Linked DNA regions of Mus musculus: all the other regions are linked to region 2. A link is a contact called in public HiChIP or PLAC-seq data. All regions are on one chromosome and are shown on one strand. Each heading gives the region's core, a stretch centred on a gene start, on an enhancer-like site or on the middle of the called end of the contact. The rest is flanking DNA. Distances are from core to core; before and after follow the strand shown.

What was found. HiChIP or PLAC-seq counts read pairs in DNA pulled down with a chosen protein or histone mark.
Region 1: a contact with region 2 is called in an H3K4me3 HiChIP or PLAC-seq map of stem cell-derived neural progenitor cells, with 2.9 times the contacts expected there. The contact joins the enhancer-like site here to the promoter of Fcor in region 2. A contact is called at or near these places in 4 of 39 promoter capture datasets (embryonic stem cells, hippocampal neurons and pre-B cells), 6 of 115 datasets of contacts at active chromatin or transcription factors (astrocytes, embryonic stem cells, large pre-B cells and 1 more) and 1 of 9 other capture datasets (embryonic stem cells).
Region 3: a contact with region 2 is called in an H3K27ac HiChIP or PLAC-seq map of embryonic stem cells, with 2.8 times the contacts expected there. The contact joins the promoter of Prr36 here to the promoter of Fcor in region 2. A contact is called at or near these places in 12 of 39 promoter capture datasets (the C10 cell line, cranial neural crest, embryonic stem cells and 5 more), 1 of 15 datasets of contacts at CTCF or cohesin (stem cell-derived epiblast-like cells), 2 of 484 Hi-C or Micro-C datasets (embryonic stem cells and muscle stem cells), 8 of 115 datasets of contacts at active chromatin or transcription factors (astrocytes, embryonic stem cells, fetal liver and 2 more) and 4 of 9 other capture datasets (adipose tissue, embryonic stem cells, liver and 1 more).

The regions. Positions count from the first base shown.
Region 1 is chr8:4,411,720-4,415,374 of GRCm38.p6, forward strand. No RefSeq gene overlaps it. Among named protein-coding and RNA genes, the nearest start is that of Ccl25, 64 kb to the left of the region's middle. Within about 2 kb of position 2,217, at least 34 of the 459 cell types and tissues checked have an H3K27ac peak or open chromatin away from gene starts, as enhancers often do. A contact at or near this core is called in astrocytes and stem cell-derived neural progenitor cells, where this site is marked.
Region 2 is chr8:3,670,955-3,674,488 of GRCm38.p6, forward strand. It overlaps Fcor (Foxo1 corepressor), which reads right to left and starts at 1,437. Exons shown (of 2, transcript NM_001357661.1): 1 at 1,226-1,437; 2 at 231-442. The coding sequence starts at 1,414. The coding sequence ends at 305. Gm45231 (a long non-coding RNA gene) reads right to left here. Exons shown (of 2, transcript XR_870093.2): 2 at 3,066-3,534.
Region 3 is chr8:4,215,572-4,219,115 of GRCm38.p6, forward strand. Prr36 (proline rich 36) reads right to left here and starts at 1,741. Exons shown (of 7, transcript NM_207203.2): 1 at 1,518-1,741; 2 at 1,297-1,408; 3 at 611-984; 4 at 398-500. The coding sequence starts at 977.

The DNA of each region.
Region 1 (3,655 bases), core at 967-3,466, 740 kb after region 2:
TGGGCAAATGGCTCAGTCTGTGTCTTAATTACTGTTCTATTTTTTTTGGTGTGTGTGTCTATGATAAAACGCTATGACAAAAACAACATTCAAGCAGGCTAGATGTCCATAAAAGTGGGGAAGGCACGGCAGCAGAAAGTTGAAATATCACATCTCCACAGCACACAGGGAACAGGAAATAAGACCTTGAAGTGGGTCAAGGCTAAGTGTCAAAGCTTGATTTCAGTGCCTTAATCCCTGCATGATCTTAATCCTCAATGAGACTCTATGTCCTAGAGATTGCATAAACTCCCAAACAGAGCCAACCGCAGGGGACAAAGGGTTCAAACACATGAGCCTATGGAGGCACTTCTCATGCCAAAAACCATGCTCCTTTCTTGTTGCAGACTTAGAAACACCCTGAGAGAACAGATTCAGTGAGGAAGGATTCATTTTGGCCTACTGTTCCAGAAAGGTACAGTCCATTGTCATGGGGAAATGGACAGCAAAAGCTTCCTTACCAGTGGCTAGCCTACTGAAGGAAATATCTCTACTTTCCTAGCAACCATGAACTGTCTGTTTATAGATTTTTAGGGAGGGGCAGAGACTTGTGAACGCTCCCTGATTTACATGGTAGGAGGTTAATGGGCCCAATCTTGTGTGGATAGTCTTAGATGCTAAGGGTTAAAGAGTACAACCAAACAGGAGGTTGTAGCACACTCCTTTAACCCATGCACTCAGGAGGAAGAGGTAGGCAGATCTCTAACTTTGAGGCTAGCCTGGACTGCAGAGTGAGTTCAGGACAGCTAGGGCTACACACAGAAAACTTGTCTCAAAAAGCAAAAAAAAAACAAAAACAAAAACAAAACAAAACAAAAAGATTTTAAAAGAAACACAACTGATGCGTCACACCCAGATGACAAGCAAGGCTACCTCAACATTCTACCCACCTCTATTGGGTTTTACACATTCCAAGCCCTCTGTGAGAACGTGAAGAAGGGCTCTGGAATGGATATTTCCCAGGCTGTGTTAAAACACTGGGGAGCGGCTCAGGACTTTATGTTGGGTGTGACCACAGGGTTGTTTTCTGCAGACTAGGAAGGACCAACAGGCTGGGTGTGAGTTAGCTTTCCTGGAAGACAGAAGACCTTGCACCTACGTAAGTGATGTCATATGTGCCTGCTCAGCCTCTCTTCCTGTGGTCATTCGTGCTCACTGAGAATCTGCTTGTCAGCGTCCTACCCTGCCCCAAATCTGGAGTTTACTAGTTAGGTAAACATATATGCAACATCTACCATGTGTGCCAAGTGTTTCACATTCATTGTTGCAAGTCCCTATATGTAAAGTGCACAGCTCAAGGTCAGTTGTAAAAAACTAAGGCCCAAGTACAGAATCGATTAAATGCAAACTGAAAAACTCAGAAGTCCCAGCATGACAAAATGACTCTCAGACAACCTCAGTACTCAGTAGCACGCACTGAGTCAGACTGAGTGAATGAATGAATCTGAGCAAGTCTGATACGGATGGGAGAAATGAGTGACAGTGGCTGGAGGAGAATGGAATGGGACAGACAGAGATGGGCCAGGAAAGCTGGGAGTGTGGTCATATTCTGAAGTCAGGAGGATCAGATCAAAGTTGGAAGACACAGGTGGCAAGGTGTCAAGTACTGCAATTCAGAGAGTCTGTCAATAGAGGGCACTCCAAGTCTTGGCCTAGATTATGTGCCTCACTGCCCCCCAACTTAAATTTACATGTATTTATTCATATGTGTGTGTGTGTTTGTGTGTGACTGTGTGTGTGTGTGCGCGCTCTTGCATGCGCACGTGCGCATGCATGCACACCCACATATCATCATGTACTCATATGGAGGTCAGAGGGCAACTTGTAGGGATTGGTTCTGTTGTTTACCATGTTTGTTGTTTGTTCCTGGTGATTGAACACAGGTTCTCTGCGTTGGCAGCTGGTTTACCTGCTAAGCTATTTCACTGGCTCTTGCCTCTCTCTCCCTCTCTCCTTCTCTCTCTCTTCCTTTCCCCTTTAAACAATCTTTTATTTATTCTCTGGCAATTTCACACACACATATAATGCATCTGTCTAAAGTCCTCAGACACACTCCAACATGCCCCTTCCTCACACTCTCCACCTCCTTTTTTTTTCTCCTTTCTTTTAGAAATAATCCACTGAGTATAATTAGCTGCCTGTGGGAATGTCGGCTGATCTTGGCTTGAGCCTGTACAGGTCTTGTGCAAGTAACCATACGCGTTTGCATTCCTTCTAGGCTCTGCCCCATAGTTACCTGGCAACAGCTAAGTATGCCTGACTCACTATAAAAGGGGCTGTTTGCCGCCTCCTCCTCCTCCTCACTCTCTTACTCTCTCTGTCCCTTCTCTTCCCATAACTCCCCCCCCCCATGGCTGGCTGGCCTCTCTCTCTCTCTCTCTCTCTCTCTCTCTCTCTCTCTCTCTCTCTCCCCTCCTCTCTTCCTCCCCCTCTTTCTCCCTCTTTCTCTCCCACTTCTCTCTGCCTTTCTCTGTCTCTACTCCCTCCCCTCCCCTCCCCATGCCCTAAATAAGCTCTTTTCCATACTATAGTTCAAGTGACTGGTCCCTCAGGGGAAAGGGATGCCTCAGTATGGGCCCACAAAGACACCCCTTTCCACCTTACTGTACATATTCCTGGTTTTTTCTTCCTTTTCTTTTTTATAAAACATAACAATACCTGTGGTGAGTTCATGAGTGCAATGACCACACCACATCCAGAAGACAGCATTTCACAGTGGCCCTCCACATCCTCCAGTTCTTCCATTGTTTCTGATACCACTTCTGCAATGTTCCCTGAGTCTCAGTGAGATTGATATAGATGTCTCATTCAGGGTTAAGCATTCAAAAGTCATTTATTCTCAACCTTGATCAGTCAGGGGTCTCTGCATTACCTGGTGCCTGCTGCAGAAAGAGGCTAAGAGCAGGACTAATATATATGCATACACAGAAACATTTAGAAGGCAATTTGACAACACACCCATTTTGTAAAAGAGCAGCAGCAGGCCCCCTCCTAGGGCTTATGACCTCTGAAGTTCTGGGATTTTGACCAGCTCTGAAGTCCTAGGCATGGACTTCCTATTGTGGAGCAGCAATAGGGAAATACAGAGGAGCAAATCCTTGGGTCTTGCCAACCAGCCAGCCTAGAAAACTCAAGGAGCTCCAGGTCAATGAGAGATCTTTCCAAAAACATAGCATGAACAATTGAGAAAGACACCTAACGCATGTTTCTGGTCCCTCCTTCCCCAGTATTCACACACAGGTGCACACACATATGAATACACAAATCAACTGGAAATGAAAATGATGATATTTGTATACATTGGGATAAGAAACCAAAATATCATTTTAGGCTGTGTGAGATCTCTTGGCAGGTAAATACACTTACATATAGCCTGATGACCTGCCTGAGACTCACATAGTGGAAGGGAGAACTGATTCCTTCAAGTTGTCTTCTGACCTTCACACAGATGCTATAGTGTGAGCATACCACCCAAATATACGTTTAAAAAGTTTAAGTTGTCAGCTTGTCCGTCCGTCCGTCCGTCCTTCCTTCCTTCCTTCCTTCCTTCCTAACGTGGTATCTAGGAGCTGGAGAGATGCTCTGGCGTTAAGAGCAGCGGCTGCTTTTGCCCTAG
Region 2 (3,534 bases), core at 187-2,686:
GCGTATGTATAGCTGAGCACACCCTACTAGTGTCTGAGCATTATGTGTCCCCTTCCACCATATATAATACAAATAAAGGAAACCCTGTAGTCATGTAGGGGTAGACAAATGCGTATAATAAGCCCAGGCCTAGGGAGGCATAGCGTGAAACTCTAGACTAGATGCAAGTCTGCCTGTCCCAAGGTCTCTCCTTTTCCCCCATAGTCAGCTGTAATAGAAAGACATCAACATCAGACTCAGATGACTCTGTATTGTCCTTGCTAGTGAAGGTAGAAGGCGGGGGAGTTACATTAGGCTATGCATGCTAGCACATGCCTTTAGTCCCAGCATTTAGGAGGCAGCAGCAGGTGGATCTTTGTGAGTTCAAGTCCAGCCTGATATATAGAGTTCCAATAGAGCCAGGGCTCTGTAGAAAGACTCTCTCACCACTACCATCACCACACTAAAAAAGAAAGAAAAAGAAAGTGGGGGTTATCTTTTTACCCTAGTTTCAGTGTGTATTATTTATTAATAGAAAAATCACTCCTCACGATGAATGACATGGAAATATACCATGCAAGGCTGGAGAAATGGCTCAGAGGTTAGGAGTGCTTCCTGCAATTCCCAGGACCCTGAGTTCAGTTCTCAGCTCCCCTTTTGGGCAGCTCACAACTGTTTGTAGCTAGCTTCAGAAGATCTGATGTTACCTCCTAGCATGCACGCACACATTTCTTTATTTTAATAAATTTATGTTTATTTAGATGTATTTGTGTGCATGTCTGTGTGTATGCCACATGTATACAGGTGCTTTCGGGAGGTCGTCTGGAGCTGGAGTTACAGGCATTTATGAATTGCCTGATGTGTATGCTAGACATTGAACTCAGGACCTCAGGATTCACCATTTAAGTGCTCTTAATAACGGAGACATCTCTCTAGCCCAATAAATCTTTTTTTTTTTTTTTTAAAAGGAAATTCACCAAGCCTCAGATTCTTGGATATACATAAAAGAACATGTGCCCTAGGGCATGCACATTATCCTGAGACCAGAGGCTAACTGCCCTAGAAAAGCAAGAGATCATAGCCCAGTGCCAGCTAGTGTCAGGCACGATCCTGGTAGACACGCGCTCCCCCTTGTGGCAGTTTTCCGTACACCCCTGCTCCTCCCCCGTACCTGCACGAAAAGCTCCCCTTTTAGGACTCCCCTTCAGAGCATTTTGCTAAGATCCGGTGCAGTTCCCAGCCCTACCTGCACCGGTCTCATCCTTTCTCTGTGTATCTGCGCTGCGTCTCCCAGTCTATCTGCTTTGGATGGTCCTGCGGTGGTGAAGTGGAAGTCTCGAAGTCCCGGCCCTGGAGCAGCTCTGGTGGAAGGGCCTCCTAAGCATTCCGCAGAGCCCTCTTCCTGATGGCGGCGTGTAGGACCGCCCATTCCCATCCATCCTTGCAAACCCGGGGTCTGGTGCGTGCACAGCGGGGAAGGGCTCGGCTCCAATTCCATTTCACAAGAGTGTTCTTGCTTCACCCAGAGAGGCGTCCTAGGCTCCAGTTCACCGTCCTTTCCAGGAACCTTCTGCTACCATCTCGCTCTTTGGTCTGCTGTGGCTTCATAGTCTCCTCTAGGAGAGATGGCCTCTGTCTCCTTCCTAAAGGGTTAATGTAGCGAGGCAGGTCAGGGTCCTGGCAAAGGACCACCGGAGAAGGCAGGTGATATACTTTTCTCTTCCATAATTCCTCTTCTTTCCCCTAGTATAGGTTGGGCTAATACGGTGTAGGCTACTCTATCCATCCCCCTTCGCTTTTCCTTTCCCCTTTGGATGCTGGCCTGAGTATGCTTTTAAACTTCCTAACAGTCTGGCTTGGGTTTTCCTTAGTCCTTTTTCTAGAGCTCCAGTCCCATCAAGTGTGGCTGACCTCCATGACAGCGGATCTTCTTCATTCTCCTTGGCTTGCTTGCCCTGAGACTACAGGTTGCCTGCCCTGGACTTTCCATTTTAAACTCGAATAAATTGCCCCGAAAATTCCATTTGAGTCAGTGTCTACATTTCTGACTTTTTCTTCTCTGTAGCCTAAGCTGACCTTAAACCAGACCCGTTGTTACAGATGGCATGGCTGTTGGCCGGGTTGGGGATTCATAGCTCATACGTTTATGTTTTCACCTATGAGTTATATCCACCTAGTTACAATCAGAGGGACCCAGGGCACTTCCACTCCGGCGAACACTAGAATATAAAAGCCCCAGGCAGATGTCTTCCTTCCTCCTATCTCCCCAGGCTTTGGATCCAGGCTTTGGATCCAACGTGACTTTGAGGTGCTTGGGAAATGTCTGTTGACTGAGGGCCAGTGAGAAGAGTCAGAGAGTACAAGTGTCTCTTGGAGGGCAGTCATGATAGATCCCTTTTGGTGAGTGCTCCATAGCCTCAGTAATAGTGTCAGACCTTGGGACCTTCCCTTGAGCTGGATCCCACTTTGGGCCTGTTGCTGGACCTCCTTTTTGGGAGTCAAGCAATCTTATCCATGGCGTTCCAGTGTCTTCTTTTCTCTGTCACTTTTTTTTCTGTCATTGGTTCTTTTGAGACAGGGTCTTACTCTATAACCTTGGCTGGCTTTGAACTCAAAACCCATTCTGCTTTAGCTTCCTAAATGCTGAGACTACCTACAGGCCTGAGTCACTGTAACAGCTCTCTCTCTCTCTCTCTCTCTCTCTCTCTCTCTCTCTCTCTCTCTCTCCCTCTCTCTCTCCCTCCCTCCCTCCCTCCCCCTGTGTTGTTTTGTTTATGGCAGGGTCTCGCTATATGACCTTGGTTGCTATGGAGCTTGCTATGTAGACTAGGCTGGTCTTAAACTCACAGAGATCCACCTGTCTCTGCCTGCTTCTTGCTGAGATTAAAGGTGTGCACCACTTTGCCTAGCCTCTCATTGAGAGAGAGAAAAAGATAAATTTCTCCACTCATGCTGTCCAGTAGCAGCTTTTGTGTTCTTCAAGCGCGGGCAGTATGAGCTGAGCTGTATCTATTTTGAAAATACACACTTGGTTTTTTAACACTAGGAAGAAGTGGTAATAGCAAAGACAAGAGACATAAGGAAAATTAAAAATCAATACCCATTATTAACATTTCTTTATTGTAGTAGTCAGGGTTCACTAGAGTCACAGAACTTATGGGTAGTCTCTATATAGTAAAGGGATGAACCACTGAGCCATCTCTCCAGCACTAAAATGTACTAAAGCATTTAAAAAATAGTATTTTGGGCCAGGGGATGACCTCGTCTGTAAAGTGCTTGCTGCACAAGGATTAGGGTCTTGCTTCAATTCCCAAAACCCACATGTAAGGCCAGACATATAGGCGCACAACCGTAATCCCAGAGCTGAGGAGACAAAGACAGGGGAGGGGAACTCTGAGGCTCATGGTCTGCCATCTCAGTTGAATTAGGGCGCTCCAAGACCCAGAAAGAGACCATATTTCAAAATGAAGCCAACACCAGGTGTGGTGGTGCACGCCTTTCATCCCAGCACTCAGGCAGCAGAGGAAGGCAGGGTGTGAGTTCGATGTCAGCCTG
Region 3 (3,544 bases), core at 491-2,990, 540 kb after region 2:
GCTTATTATTACTATGTGGACTGTGTAGGCTGGCCTTGAACTTACAGAGATCCACATGCCTCTGGCTTCTAAGAGCTGGGATTAACAGCAAGTGCTACTACACTTGGCTATTTTTTGGGGGACAGGATCTCTCACAGAAACTGATGTTTGACACTTCCTCTGCTGAGCACCAGAAACACACCTCTTTTCTTCCCACCCAGAGCTGAGGTTACAGTGATACATCAAGATCAGCTTTTACATAGGTGCTGAAGTTTCAAACTCAGGACCTCATATTTGTGCAGCAAGCACTTTAGCACACCAAGCTACCTTTCCAGCCCATTCATGTCTAAGATCAAAAGGTTCCAAATTGCTAACCCTTGCTTGGGGAATTAGGGAGTTGGGGGAATTAACTTATTACCTGGCAATCCCACTGCTGGCACGCCCGGGGCTAGAAATAGAGCCCTGGCCAGGGGTCTTCATAGGGGCCCTCTCTCCTTTCCCAGAAGCTGGGGGCCTGTTGGCTTCAGGGAGAAGACAAAAATCAGTGGTACTTCTGAAAAAGAGGAGTATCTAAGAAGGAAGAGAGAAGGTAAGCAGAGTGCAGATGGAGGTCACAAATAAAGCTGAGTACCTGGGCTACGAGGACCTGCCCCAGCACTGCGCGCTGGTGCCCCGTGAATAGTGGTCTGTGGAAGAGCTGCTTTGCTGGTCTGTGGAAGAGCTGCTTTGCTGGTCTGTGGAAGAGCGGCTTTGCTGGTCTGTGGAAGAGCGGCTTTGCTGGTCTGTGGAAGAGCGGCTTTGCAGACGCCTGGGGCTCGCTCCACCAGGGACCTTCGCCCCATAGCTCCGTTTGCTTCCAAGACTCGAAGGGCAGCAGTGGTCACAGGGGGAGGAGGTCGAGCGGACCCAGAAGGAGGCCTAGGGGTCAGAAGGCCAGGGGGTCGTGAAGACGGCATTCGCGGGGCAGTTCCTGATTTGACGCTATCCCTCTTGTCCATACCGCACCTAATGAGGAAGACAGGAGGCTTGGTATCCCAGGTCCTGAACCAATCACTACAAACCATCCTGAAGCCTCCCTGTGCTTCCTTCTAGCATCGCCACCCATGGGTGCCTAAACCTCAGCCTAAAGAGCCTCGATTTGTTTTTCTTCTAAGCACCCACACCCGCTCACCAACCTGGCCGCTTTCAAGTCCTACGGCTACCTCCATCCCCAAGGCTAAGACGCCCTGTTCAGTCCCCACCCTCCGACCCCCGACCCCGCCTCTGCCCTATTACAAGAACAACATCCACTCCCCTACCCCCTCGCCTCTTGAAAACCTAAATGACCAATCCGGCAAACAGGGAAATGCCTCCGGCTTCCAGATTCAGGGGCCTCAGTGTGCACGCCGATGGGGCTTCGCCAGCGTCCTTCCTCAGGTTCCACAGGCACCTGCACAGAGAAAAAGAGTGGCCTTGTTGCCCGCGAACGGGCTCTGGGAGACAAAGAGCTGACCCCTCCCCCAGTCTGGTCCCCTATGCCAACGATCCGCCCGATCCACCTGCTCACAGCACGCGTTCACCTCCGCCTCTGGGCACCAGCCGCTCCACACAGGGTCGCTTGGGGTGGGGCTGGGCCGGAGAGCAGTAGCGGGGAGCAGCGAAAAGGCAAGGGGAGGGGGCTTCAAGCGACAGAGCCTAGGGAGCTTGGCCACGGCCCCGCCCCCCAGCTTCGGGTGGGGAGAGTAGAGGATGCGCGCACTCGCTCTCGGTCCAGAGCCGAGAGCGTGCCGAGAGGGCTAAGAAAAGAGGCGCGCCTCCGAGGGAGGTGCGGGTGCTGCCTCCCTGTAATACCCCAGAAGAGGCCGATTTCAATGGTCGTGTCTAGCAACCACAGAACTCGAGAGGCTCAGTGGGGGAATCCTTGAAGACCCTCACAGTCCTCTACTCAAGCTCTTGCACCTGCTCCGACACCCCCCTTCTCTAGCACTTGGAGACAGACACTCTCCTAGACAAGGGATAGGCTGGGCCTTGGCAACCAGTAGGGCGGGATCATTGTGCCTCTGGCCCACCAACCAATCCAGCCATTTTGTGTGCCCTGGTCCTCTTTTCCTGCACTTGATGACTATGGAGGCTAGATAGTCCTGCGACACCTGTGCCAGGTCACCTATTTTGTAACTTTGACTTTTCTCACAGCCCTTACCTGATACGGTTGGTGGGAGAATGAGAACCCTGGGAGTTACTTTGTATTACATTTTATTTGGTGTGTGTGTGTGTGTGTGTGTGTGTGTGTGTGTGTGTGTGTGTCCTTGTGCACATGTCACTGCATACTGGTAAAAGTCAAAGAACAACTTGTAGGGCTCAGTTCACTCCTACAACCAGTGGGTCCTGGAGATAGAATCCAGGTGATCAGACTTGGCCGTAAGTGTCTTTACCCACTGAGCTATCTCACCAGGCCCCAAACTCTTGGACTTAGAGGATGCACAGCAGATCCCAGAGTTGAGAGGAGAGAGGAAGAATAGCGGGATGAAAGAAAGGGAGAGAAATAGGAAACACGATGGTGGCTCTGCCTTCTGTGGGGCAGAGCATCTCAACTTTGCTGGCCCACAGGCAGTCAAGTCCTCAGAAACTTCCTGGCAGAGCTGAATTTGTGGAGTATCAAAAAACACGATTACAGAGGGAAAGAGAACTCTCTAAAATGTGTATGAAGAAACTGAGAGCACTCTGAGTATCTCAACCCAGTTGAACAACTAAAAGCTGTCACTTTAGTTTAGTTTGCCAGCTCATGGATCCAGTGGGGCAGGTGTGCCTTATAAGGCATCTTACCCATAGAGGATGTTAAACCAAGACCCTGGTCTGTAAGGGATCTCTGAAGTATATGGGCTCATTGAGTTGGCATTTTGGGCTGTACAGCCAATACTCTAGAGATACAGGCAGAAGGCTCCTGAGTTCCGGGTCCGCCTGGGCTACTTAAGGTTTATTGACTCATCACAGTGCTAACTAGATAAAAGAAATGAGTCCAGGAACATCTTCAAAAGTTTCAGAAGGAGGGCTAGCAAGCAGCTGGAATGAGGTCTGCTGGACCTAGAATTAAGAGCATTTTCAGGGCTGGCCATGTAGCTCAGTTGGCAGAGTATTTCTGTGGCATACAAAAAGTCCTGGTCTCTATCCTCAGCAACACATAAACCTGGAATGGTGGTGTGCAGCTATCATTCCAGCACTTGGTGGGTGGAGACCAATTGAAAATCAATTTCAACATCATCTTTGGCTGAGAGATAATTGGAGACCAGCCTGGGCCTGTCTCAAAAACAAAACAAAACAAAACAAAAAGCAAAACAAACAAAAAACCAAAACAAAACAAAGAACAACAGCCGGAGTAGTGGCTACACACCTTTAATCTTAGCATTCAGGAGGCAGAGGTAGGCAGATCTCTGTGAGTTTGAGTCCAGCCTGATCTACACAGTGAATTCCAGGACAGTCAGAACTATATAGTAAGGTCCTGTCTTAAAAAACAAAACAAAACAAAACAAAACAAAACAAAACAAAACAAAACAAAATGGCAGAATAGTAAGGGATAATAAAAGTAGAT